3 separate regions of the Gossypium hirsutum genome follow, and regions 1 and 2 are each linked to region 3. Evidence: chromatin contacts called from public Hi-C data. All regions are on one chromosome and are shown on one strand. The core of a region is the stretch at or near the end of the contact, and the rest is flanking DNA. Distances in the headings are between cores, read along the strand shown.

Region 1 (4,174 bases), core at 615-3,114, 280 kb after region 3:
TATTGTACTTATTCCCAATGTCCAAAATCCAGAAATCTTTTCCCACTTTTGTCCAATCATCCTTTGCTTAGTGCTATACAAAATGGTTATGAAAGTCATCGCTAATAGATTTAAGGTTGTGTTTCCAAATTTTATTGGCCCCAAACAAGCCAGTTTTGTTGTAGGGAGGAATATAAACTATAATGTCATTATTGCTTAGGAAGTCATACATTCTATTAGAAGTAAGTAGAAGAATAGAAGTTGGATGGCCATCAAAATCAATCTTGGGAAAGCATACTTTCGCGTTCGATGGGATTTCACAGACGCATCCCTCTAGGCTACATGTATTCTTAATTTACTTCATACTTTCATTATGTCAGCTATTTCTAGTTCTATTGTACAAGTATTATAAAATGGAATCCCAACGCAGAAGTTTTGGCCAAGAAGAGAAGTTCGCCAAGGATGCTCGTTATCACCTTATCTCTTTATTTTCTGCAAGGAGTGGTTGGGACATGGTATTCGTGCAACCATGGATACTGGTAAATGGTCTTCTATCTGTTTATCTAGAATAGGTCCACCTCTTTTACATATCTTTTTTGTAGATGATTTGATTCTCTTTGATCATACGAATAAAAAATAGACGAGAATCGTTAAAGAAGTTTTGGATACATATTGTGAATACTCGGGCCATAGTTTTAACATGCAAAAATCAAGCATTTTCTTTTCTAGAGAGGTTAGGGAAGATCTAGGAAGGCGCATAAGTAGGTTGTTTGGGTTTCAAGTGGTGCAGAATCTTGACTCGTATTTAGGAATTCCCCTTTTTCATGAAAAGGTTACAAATAGCACCTTGTGTTTTGTTGTTGACAAGGTGCGAAACAAACTTTTTAGTAGGGTTGCTAGACAACCATCTTTAGCCGGTAGAGTAACTTTGGCGCAGTTGGTTTTACTCTTGATTCTAAGCTACTTTATGCAATCGATGATGATCCGAAAAGGCTTGTGTAATGAGATTAAACAAATGGTCAGATAGTTTATTTGGGGGTATTCTAGATGTACAAAAAAGATGGCCTTGGTTAGCTGGGATTTGGTTTGCCAACCTAAAGCGCATGGTGGGCTTGGTATAAGGTTTTTGCGAGATCATAATACCTCTTTTATAATGAAGTTGGGGTTCAATATCGTGTTTAACTCTTCTGCTCTGTGGGTTAGTGTTCTCCAATCAAAGTATAGGGTCCAAAGTGGCTTCTTATCCATGAAAATTTACTTTGTTCTGTTGGAGATGGTAGAAGTATCAACTGCTGGCGAGATTATTGGGTCCTAAACATTGGGCCTTTGTGTAAAAAGATATCTCCTATTTCTAATCTTGATATGGAATGTACACTCAGTGATATGGTTACAGAAAATGGTGAATGAAATTTGAATTTTTTTCGAATTTAGGTTTTAGAGAAGGTCATTCAACAAATTATGGGAGTTCCACCATCCCAACCTAATTTTGGTACAGATAAAATAATATTGGGGAGGTATCACATTTGGTTTTTTTTCCATTAAAAGTGTGTATGAAAAGCTACAGGAAGGGTTATAGTATTCGAAAGAACCAATTTGGCAGCTTCCATAGAAATTTCAAGGTCCACAAAGGGTTAGATTTTTTATATAGCTTGCCCTTAAATAATGGTTGCTCACTAATGCAAAAAAGACAAGAAGAGAAATTGGAATGGATACTACTTGTGGAATTTGTGACCATAATTATGAAAATGTGATACCCATACTTAGGTCATGTTTGGTTGGGGAATTTATAAATGGATTTCAACCCAATTTGGTGGGCCCACCACCAAAAGTTAGTTTAGCTGGCTGTAATGGTATTACAACGTGAATCCATTCCCGCTCTATTACAGGAAAAGACTAAATAGCCATTCTCTTCCTTCACCACTGAATTCTTATTCAATCCCGTAGAGTAATTTCTTTTTCCTATTTTCAATTTTTGCCCTCACCTTTACCCAGAGAGAATGAAGAAGCTGTAATGGGAACCATCATCTTCTCCTTCGATCTTGCTGGTAACTTTCTTTCCTTTTCATCTCTACGTTTCCCTTTTTTCCTTTGGTTGCAGAGGAGACCTAGGTCAATCTATTGAAATTGTCTCTTCATTCTCAAATAAATGCGTTAGAAACTTCTAAGAATAAGAATGTCTTTGAGTAAAATGTCGGATACATCCATTTGGGTTATCGGTGAAAGTGGGTCTATCTATGAAAGGTTTTGGAATGGAGTTCAATAGGTGATAGCACCACATGACTTGTAGATATTAGCAGGTTGTGCAGTTTCTATTTTGATAGTCAACCAGACAATTTCTTTCATAATAATAAATCAAAAGATATTTCTATTGTTTTCTTCAATCCCTTAGACCACACTCCCCCCCTTCAGATCGGTATGTAACATTCTCCGTGTCTCTATATTTCCTCTTTCCTTTTTAACGAATCATATTAATTAGTTTTCATCGATTTATCGATTGAAATTTTCTTTTGCTTTTTGTTTTTGGTTTGTAGATTTTGTTTCTATGGCCAAGAGCTCCTTTAAGTTGGAACACCCTCTCGGTTCGTCTTCATCATCTTTTTTTATTCGATGCTGTTGCTGTTGATCTTATGACGCCCCAATTTTAATATTTTCCCCTATTAATTTACTCTAACCCTTGAAATTTTTCTTCTTTTTCCCGGTCATTCCATTTTTTTAATTGTTGCAATATTTCCCAGTGATAGAATCAATTTTGGAACACCTAATTTAGAGATAATAATAATCAGACAAATAATAATGGGTTTGGAAAAAAGAACAATTTATCATGTTATATTTATAATGTTGAAGTGTTTGTTGTTTGTTTTGTGCTAGAAAGGAGGCAAGCTGAAGCTACACGCATTAGGGAAAAGTATCCAGACATAATCCCAGTATGTCATATTTGATTTATATATATTTGAATGCAACTTTAGACTTGGTATTTTATATTTCTATCACTTTCAATACACTAATAATAATTTGTGTGATATAAATTTTGAGATAATTAACATTGGTGTTTGATTGTTTGGTGTAGGTTATTGTTGAAAGGGCCGATAAAAGCGATGTGCCTGATATTGATAAGAAAAAGTCAGTTATTCTTTCTCTACTTATTCTTATGTGGGCGTGGGTTCTAACTAATATGGATAAATATTTCCTAGTTTAAAAGGTTATATAACTAGTAGTGTATACAAGACATGTTCTTGCAAGCTAACTTAGGTTTGGCTTGTCATTCATGATTATCAAGTCGAGCTTAAGCAAACCAACTTAGATGTCCTAATGCTAGATTCTAGTAGGTTGCAAGTGTAATCCATCTCTTTTTTTTTAAAAAAAAAAATGTAAGATATATATATTAATTAATTTTGAATTTTTTCAATTTTAACTCAAGCTTGAGCACAAATAATTGAGCTTGAAGTTGAGCATGAGGATCAAAATCATTTTTACTAGATAAACGAGCTTAATCAAGTCAAACTTAGTGAGCTTAAATAGTTTGATCTTTATCTCAAATTGAGCTTGAGCTAAGTTTTTAACCTCAAATTTCTCAAGTTGAGCTCAAGCTTTTTATAGCATGAGTTTTGACTTGGCTCGACTATATGCCCTAGGTCTAACCATTTGGAGATGGGGTTCCTCTGGAAGGAAAGGTATCATAGTAAGAACTTATTAGGAGCATGAACTTGTATGTTTTCACTGTGATGTATTTGTCTGGTCTAATTTTCTTGAATTAATATTCGTGCATGTTGGATATTGCCCCAGCATGAGCAGGAAGTTTAAATATATTCTATTACTTAGGGCAGCCACTGAATATAAATATGTTATTGATGTTGGTGATGTTTGTTAGATAAACCTTTTTTCTGTCAATCTCTTTATGCAAGCAGAGACATTCAGTCATTGCTACATTGATTCCTCAAGTCTCATACAATCTTCATAAATGAGATTTAGATTACAGTAGGAGAGACTAATATCTCGTTGAGCTTATGAGTTGTAAACTAAATTATGGTTTTGTATGGTTCACAAGAGTCTAATGTGATGGCAGCCTTTTCATACAAATGAAATTACTGCCTATCTACTTTATGAGCATAGATATATGAACCTTCTGATTTAGGAATGGGGATACATATGCTCGGGAATATTTTGCAGACAAGACGCATGGATTTGGTGTGTATTA
Region 2 (4,151 bases), core at 198-2,697, 430 kb before region 3:
TTTTGGGTCCTAAACACCTTCAAAATGATTTTAAATTGTTTCTAAAGCCTTTTAATTGCCTAAATTTTGGTTTAGTGATTTTATAAAAAAAAAATTTAAATTTCATCTCCTAAATACTTTTAAGAATTCTTGCTTGTACATGCTCCGGTGGCATCTTCCATCCGAACCGATTGTCGAGGTGAACATGGGGTGCTACATTATCTTCTATATTAGTGACTCCACTTTGTAGTAAACATGGATAGGTAACAACTAGACATGGTAGAATTTGAGAAGCATTAGGATAACTCAAGATACAAACAACATTCAAAAAGTGAACCAAAGCGCTCAGGTTGAGAAAAATACCATAAAGCTCTCTTATACTTGCTTTCCTTTCATGTTTAGACATTGTGATACAATAAAGAAATCAACTAATGTTCCTGATAATGATATGAGTTAACACAAAGCAACAAAATATAACCATGTTAATTAGTATTCTTAACAGTCCCACTGCTCCAGTAAGGTGACATTTAGTCCACTACACCAAAAATACGAAGTGTACAGCTGGGTTGTACAACATTCTCATTTGAAGACATGCACCACCGTACTCCCTCCAAAAATATATCAATTATTTAACCCTTTCAAGTAGTTGTTAATTTTTTGGGGTCGTTTTATACGTTGTATATAGTTTGTGTGGAATCCATATGTCCAATGATGATAAGCCCGTAAAAAAAGATACTTGAATTGTCTTTTTTTTTTTTAACTTTCAAAATAAAATTTCAAATTTTCTTTTAAATTTTGATGGGTGTGGCTAGGTTCATTCTAAAATACATTTTCAATAATTTTATACATTTTTAATTTTAAAAAATATATTTTTTTAAAATCTCAAAGTTTTAGGTATTTTAAAGAAAATTTTAGAATTTATGAAGTTTTATAGTATTTTATAGGAATTTTTGCAAGTTTTTAGGACTTTTTATTATATATTTTTTGAATTTTTAAGAATTTTAATTTTTTTAATTTGGCAGCGTGTGATTGGCTTAGGGGATTTTTTAAGAGAAAATGTAGATGGGGTAATGAGGTAAATAGAAGGAAAATACACAGGCCAAAGTGATAAAAATTCTCGAGGTACTAAACTAAGAATTTATGTATAGTAGATGGGCTAAAATATTTATATAAAAAAGATGAAATTTAAGATTTTGGAATGTAAAATTATTTAAGGAAGTGATGGTATTGAAATTATTCCCAACATAAAATAAAAATACAAGATAAACATAGAGCTTGTGAAGTCAATTTATAAATTATTTTATCTAAGCTGAACTCGAAGGGACCAAGCTTATTGGACCTTGGATACCAACACTTGGACCTATATAGTTAGGACCCAGGCCCATTCCATTTTAACTATTGTAAATTACCAAATTATTCAAAAACTCTATTTTTTATTACGAAAATAGCCTTTTAGTTCAAAATCCTGCCGATGGCCCGAAGTCACTACTCCAACCTTGATAATTGATGACTACTAAAACTGTTCCAGACTATCATTTCCTCTCTCCCTCTAATGGAAACCTTAATTTTTAAAACCCCATTCAAATTCAAAATCTCAAACACTCGAATTTCACCTTCCATTTTCCCTTCACGAGAAAGGATAGGGTTTCGTCACTTCTCCCGTACAAAATGCTTCCAAATCCCTGGAAGCCTCAATGTCTCTTCCGCCAAGGCTTTTTTATCAGCTGAACCCTCGAGTTATGGCGGGTGGGACGATTTTGAACCCGGTACTTGGTCTTCTAACTCTGGTGAGTCGATTCGGTTGCGTGATTTCCTTGTTTCTATCAGAATCGATGATAAGAAGCATGTATTTATGTTTTTGTCGGGGCTTGTTTGTGCCTTGGTGATTTCTAGGGTTAGAGTTTCTGCAATTATATTAATTTTGGCTTCTATTTTGGTTTTCGGTGTTGGGTTTTCATTTGGGTTTGTTAAAGGAGGGAGTTTCAATGATCTAAGTTCAAATAAAAGGAGGTCAAAGGAGGAATCTTCGAGAGTTTATAGCGAGAAACTGAGGAGTTTAGTGGATTTTTTTTATGGGTTTGATATTAAAATTAATAATTTGAAGAATAATATACAAAGAGCTATTGATTCTAACAGGATTAATGTAGCTGATTTGGAGAATTATGCTAATTTAGTGGAATCAATGAGGTTATCAGCTTCAAATGCTAAAAATATTGTTGAAGCTTCTATGGATAACGTTGGGAACTCTTATAGAGAGAATAAAAAACCATCAAGTAGAAAAAAGGAGGCTGGAGAAGCTAGGTTTGAGTTGTTACACTTTCTTGGGGCTTTGTTTGGTGAAAAACAGGTGGCTTCGAAGCCTAATAAAGTAACAGATACTAGTCAGTCAGAGAGTGTGGATACTGATTTAAACAATAAAACTCTTGGAGATGTTTCATTGCCCGCTGTTGAAGATATGGTTTTTAATTCACCTAATAACATCAAATGGGTTTCAAATCAAGGCTTTGCTCGAGATTCTTTAAATAAATCTGATTTGAATCGAGAAAGAGATAGGAAAATAGATGTTGATTTGGAGAATGAGAAAATAATGTCTGATCTTCTAGGTGGAAGTGCTACAAGATTTGTCAATAGTGAAGAATATAATTACGAGAGCAAAAGATTGCAGTATATGAACACTCATGACATTTCTTTCAGCTCAAGTCATGCGGATAAGAGGAAAAGATGGAAATCGGATGATAATCTACTTCATTCCATGGATTTCAGTGTCAGATTGGAACATATGGAAACTGAAGCTTTGTTTATACATGAGCAGCTGCATCATGAATCTAGTAGATCTTACAGGTTTTCTAACAACCAAGAGAAGATTGAAAATGAGGCATATGGAAAGAGGCAGCACTATGAACATGATTCTGACCTAGCTGATCGCCTAACTACAGCTGAGAATGAGGTCATTTCACCATCATCATCAAAGGTTGTTGATGATATGGTCTTCAACAAGTATCTTACAGAAGCTAGTGGTCTTCTTAAAGAAGCCAAAGAGTGTATGAAGGGAAGACATGATGAAGAGCGTGTAGAAGTCATCTTGAATACGTCTGCCTCATTACTCTTACAAGCCATCTCAATGAAGCCCATGAGCCTATTGGCTGTAGGCCAGTTAGGCAATACATATCTTCTTCACGGAGAATTGAAACTACATGTCAGTCGTGAGTTGAGGACTCTTCTTACTAAAAATGATCCCATAACTCATGAGAGGCCGCAAGGAAGAGTAGTTAACAGACTAGATCAATTTTCATGCAGAGATAAAATTATTTCCCTCTTAGTTAGTGCTTGTGAGGAGTGTGAAGATCTCCTTGTGAGAGCTGGGCAAAAATATCAGCTGGCATTATCAATTGATGGAGATGATGTGAGATCCCTATATAATTGGGGTCTTGCTCTGTCTTTTCGTGCACAGTTGATTGCAGATATAGGACCAGTAAGCACTTTCTGCAACTGAAATTTAATTTGTTGCTTATTGTATAATTATTCTTAGTCAAAAGGGAAACAATTGATCAACATTATGATGAGTGACCATCTAGCTAAAATCACTTGAATATTTGGGTGTGTGGGTCGGGGGTTGTTTTGGTGTGGGATTATAGTTGTTAATTGCAGAAATTTTAAATGTTGGATTACATCTTTCCATTTTCAGGAGGCTGCGTATGATGCTGACAAACTATTCTTGGCTGCAATCGATAAATTTGATGTCATGATGACTAGAGGCAATGTTCATGCACCTGATGGTATGTCTAGTTTTTTTTCATTTTTCTTTTCTTTTCTTTTTTTCTTTTTTGGTCTCAATTGAGAACTGGGATGTCACAATATTGAGATGTTAACTGAATTGAACTCATATGACCATTGTCAACTGATATATAGCCACCCAACAATTTAACTAAATCATGACCATGAAATTGATTGGGGTCTGCAATGTGCTAATTCAGTGGAGTCATTTTGATTGAGCATTAATGTCTTACCTGGTGTTCCAAATGGTATTAAATGTAGAAAGGCCCTAAAATTTATCTAAGCACATGCCCTTGTCTACATGATTATGTGTTATGTATGTATATTTTGGATTACGGGAATGGAGCATTTCTATTTGTTGAATGATGAATATGGTTTAACATGTATATTGAATGAAT
Region 3 (3,925 bases), core at 54-2,553:
CCTCTAGTGTGATTGTACGCTAGCCACATGGAAGATAGAAAAGTGTGCGTCTGAGGCCTCCATCTTTCCACCAATGCGCTGATGAGTCTAGGGTCAAGTTTGCAGCCCTCGAACATATGAGATGTATGCAAGAATCCCGCCTCTTGCAAGTAACCATGAATTTCAGTGATTGGAGGCGTTGACAAATTATGTATGAACGCCTCCAAAACATGGTCATCTACTTATTTATAACGACTGAAAATTATTTTAATTTATAAAAAATTTAAATTTAACTTAATCAAAAATAATAAAAATTAAATTTTTGTCTTACCATTACTGCTTGAGCGACATAAATGTGATTGTGGTCGAAATGAATTAGAGAGGTTGTTATTAATGAAAATTTAATTCGAACAAATAAAATACAGAATAATTAAAAAAATAATATTTTTGAACAAGAATATCGAAAAATTTAGAACAAGAACTTGAGAAAATTGAGAGAATATGATGTGAATGAAAAATAAATAAATTTGGGGTATTTATAGGTAAACAAAAATGACTGTTGTCCTTTTTTATCGTTGCACGACCAACGTTCAAATGACCGTTGAGGAAAAACTCGTCCATCTGGGCACGCTTTTCATTTCTCTTTTCAAAAATGACTTATTTCTCTAAATTTTTTAAAAAATGACTTATAACCTTAATTAAGAAAACAACATAATTACCTAATTTAGCCTACTATTAACTCAACACTCATATATATCACATATTCTGAAAAATAACTTTTCGAAGGAACCTAAGAAATAATTAAACTTTTTTACAATATTCAAGAAAAAAAACTTAGAAATTGTAAAATAAATCAAAATCAAAATTACATTAAACTAAAAACTAAAAACTTAAAAATATACTAAATTGTTCTTTAAGTGTGAACTTTTTTAGTATTATTTACTAAGATTTTATATTTTATATTTTACATGACATGTCACTTTTAATATACTTTACTACATGTCAATTTTTCATTATAATCAAATCAATTACTAATAATTTTTGTTAATAAAAGAATATCTTTTTAGCTCAATTGGATGCAATTTTTTTAAATGCTAAATTTATTGTTTTTTATTGGGAGGTTGTTTGACCCTCAAAGGTTTATTTTTCTAATTTATACTTCATTAAATTAATTTTTGAAAGGGATAAAATATTTTTATATTTAATATAAATATTAAAGAGAGATTCAAAATATTTGGTGTCACGGCCCATCCACTCCTATTAGCGTCGGCCCTAGGTAATTTCCTCTCATTTTAGGACCAAACCGGACCCAAATCAAAATCCCAACCGGACCCAGATTTCTCTCTTCTAATTTGTCCTAAAACCTTTCTTTTCTTTTTCTCTCAGCTCCACCGTCCAAGAAAGAGAGAGAGACAGAAAGACGAAGGGAGAGCTTCGTTTCATTTCAAAATCTCGATTTTTGTTTTCTTTTTTGCCCAAAATACCCTTATCTTACTTCTCAATGCCATATCCAGGTTAAACGCCGCCACCACAAAGAAATCCAGACTCCAAACAATGATCGTCCGAACCTACGGTCGCCGTAACCGTGGTTTAACCAGGACATTCTCCGACTCCCTAAACGACGACGTCTCCGACTCCCCTCCATTGTCCCAAGAAACGTTGCCGTCTCAGGACATCTACGATTTCCCTTTCACTACCACCCAGGAATCCTCTTCCTTATGGCCGTCCTCTCAAGAATTCATCGACGACGACTACAAGAACAAAATAAAAGCGTCCGTTAAACCAACCCAAAGAAGTTTCGAATTCGAAGATCCAAGAAACGGTGTTGTTAGAAGATCCAAGAAACAGAAGCAAAACCAGAGCAAGAACGAGGTAGGGTATTCTTCTATGCCGTGGATTTCGCCGACTTCGAGTCTGATGGAGGCTCAAGAATTCGGGGAAATGATGGAGCACGTTGACGAGGTTAATTTCGCGCTTGATGGGTTAAAGAAAGGCCAGCCAGTGAGGATCAGAAGAGCGAGTCTCTTGTCTCTGCTTTCGATTTGCGCCACTGCCCAACAGAGGAGACTGTTGAGAACTCATGGGTATGTTGAAATTCTTGATGGGTTTTTGGTTTTTAGGTTCTTTTGTTGAAATCTGTTGATATTGGCATCTGGGTAGTGTTAATTTAGGGTGGAGTTTTGAAATTTGAATTTAAATTTGGTTATGAAATAACTTTGTTGATTCAAACAGATTAAGGTGCACTTTGCTTCTTTTTGACCTTTTGTTTTAGACTTGGGGGATAATATGGATTAGTAATTTTAGGGACGTTACGCATATTTGAAATTTTGAATTCCCTTCTGGGAGTCTATAGACTATTCAACTATATTTGGCTTTCCGATAGAGTTAAAGGAAGATAAATGTATCAAAGATTTGGGTCTTGGATGAAAACGTAGTTTATTAGAAATTGTAAAGGGTTGGCGGTCTTGCATTCCCTTTCTGGGGTTGTGTAAGTTATTGATGTTTTTGATAGTTTATGCATAGAATTTGATTTTGTATTAATTTAAAGAACTCCTTTGGTGGTTAGATTGTGTTTCCAGTAGTATTAAGGACTGTTACATTCTGTTATATTTTATTTCCTTACTAGAATGTGGTTCAATTACTTAGTCAGTTTTTTCTTTGTCTGTTTTGAAAAATAAAAAGCTAAATAGGTAGATTTTCTAGGAGTGGATAGTTTTTTTAAAATAGGTAAAAATAAATTAAAGACCATAACATCCTTAATTTTATTTTATTCTTGAGTAACTGTTAGCTGAGTTGGAGTAACTTGACTCATGACAACAACTCGGTTAGACATTATGTATGGTATAAAAAGTATAGGTGCCATTTCCTGCAGCCGTGTAATTTGTTAATCGTCTATTGTCTCTTTTTAGGGGTTGTCAATTGATTTTTTTCAGCTTATTCAATCTTCATTTACTGGTTCAGTGCTTGTTTCACTCTAAAAGAATGTGAAGATAAAGATGGAGTGGTTTTCCTTTTAGACCAAACATATGCATGAATATCCTATTGTCTTCTGGAAGGAAGAATTACTGTGATGCTCTTTGTTGTCCTTACACTGGCTTCGCGAACATGTTCTTTTCAGGATGGCAAAAACAATAATTGATGCTATTTTGGGGCTCAACTTTGATGACATCCCAAGCAACCTTGCTGCTGTGGCCCTTTTTTACGTGTTTACTAATGATGTACGTTTTTCGGCACTTGAAGTTGCACTTATTGTCTATTTATAAATCTATACATAATTTCTGCTCAATAGTTGAGGATTTTATGCACACATGGGGGTCTTGTGAGAAGGTGTTGATCCAGGACTAAAGTCAAAGTTGACAATGACAAAACCAATACTTTTTTAGTTCTATTAGTTCTTCACAAAGAATCTTTGTAAATGACTAAATGTGTGTCTCCTATTGCAGTCTTGCATGTGCTGCTATACTATAACTAGTTACAATTAGAGGTGAATGTTAATCTGTTCTGCCCATGTTTGGTTTCACCTTTTATCTTCAGTTGATTTTTATTGTTTATTTTAGAAATTCAGATGTCAAGAGATCCATGCTTATATGCCTAGCTTTTATGCTTTTTGGTCCCCTAGACCAATATTTGCATATAGTTGAATCAAATGTTTTGAACATGTTGATTGCAATATTCATCAAGGTTCTTATGAATTTATTGTGTCAGGGTCAAGATGACCAGCTCCTGGAGTCACCTTGTTGCATTCGATTTCTAATGAAAATTTTAAAGCCAATTATCCCCCCTGCTAAAGAAAACAAAACAGAGAAAGTGGGCTTTAAGCTTTTGGCATTACGCAAGGATGCCAATGTCTCACGGGATACAATTAAGGTGTTGGATTCAAGCTCTGCTGCTATTATCTCTAAAGTTGAGGAGATCCTTGTTAGTTGCAAGGAAATGAAGTCAAGAT

What was found. A called contact is a pair of places that touch in the nucleus more often than the background predicts.
Region 1: a Hi-C map of leaf shows a contact between it and region 3, with 3 times the contacts expected there. The contact joins the promoter of LOC107901671 here to the promoter of LOC107901668 in region 3. A contact is called at or near these places in 12 of 34 Hi-C or Micro-C datasets (anther, callus, hypocotyl and 2 more).
Region 2: a Hi-C map of leaf shows a contact between it and region 3, with 2.6 times the contacts expected there. The contact joins the promoter of LOC107901719 here to the promoter of LOC107901668 in region 3. A contact is called at or near these places in 2 of 34 Hi-C or Micro-C datasets (both in leaf).

What each region holds. Positions count from the first base shown.
Region 1 is chrD06:44,428,326-44,432,499 of Gossypium_hirsutum_v2.1, reverse strand. LOC107901671 (gamma-aminobutyric acid receptor-associated protein-like 1) reads left to right here and starts at 1,864. Exons shown (of 6, transcript XM_016827759.2): 1 at 1,864-2,024; 2 at 2,511-2,558; 3 at 2,848-2,903; 4 at 3,047-3,099; 5 at 4,112-4,174. The coding sequence starts at 1,991.
Region 2 is chrD06:45,146,330-45,150,480 of Gossypium_hirsutum_v2.1, reverse strand. It overlaps LOC107901719, which reads left to right and starts at 1,447. Exons shown (of 3, transcript XM_016827822.2): 1 at 1,447-3,451; 2 at 3,665-3,755. The coding sequence starts at 1,532.
Region 3 is chrD06:44,712,926-44,716,850 of Gossypium_hirsutum_v2.1, reverse strand. It overlaps LOC107901668 (wings apart-like protein 1), which reads left to right and starts at 1,303. Exons shown (of 12, transcript XM_016827756.2): 1 at 1,303-2,063; 2 at 3,098-3,197; 3 at 3,685-3,925. The coding sequence starts at 1,534.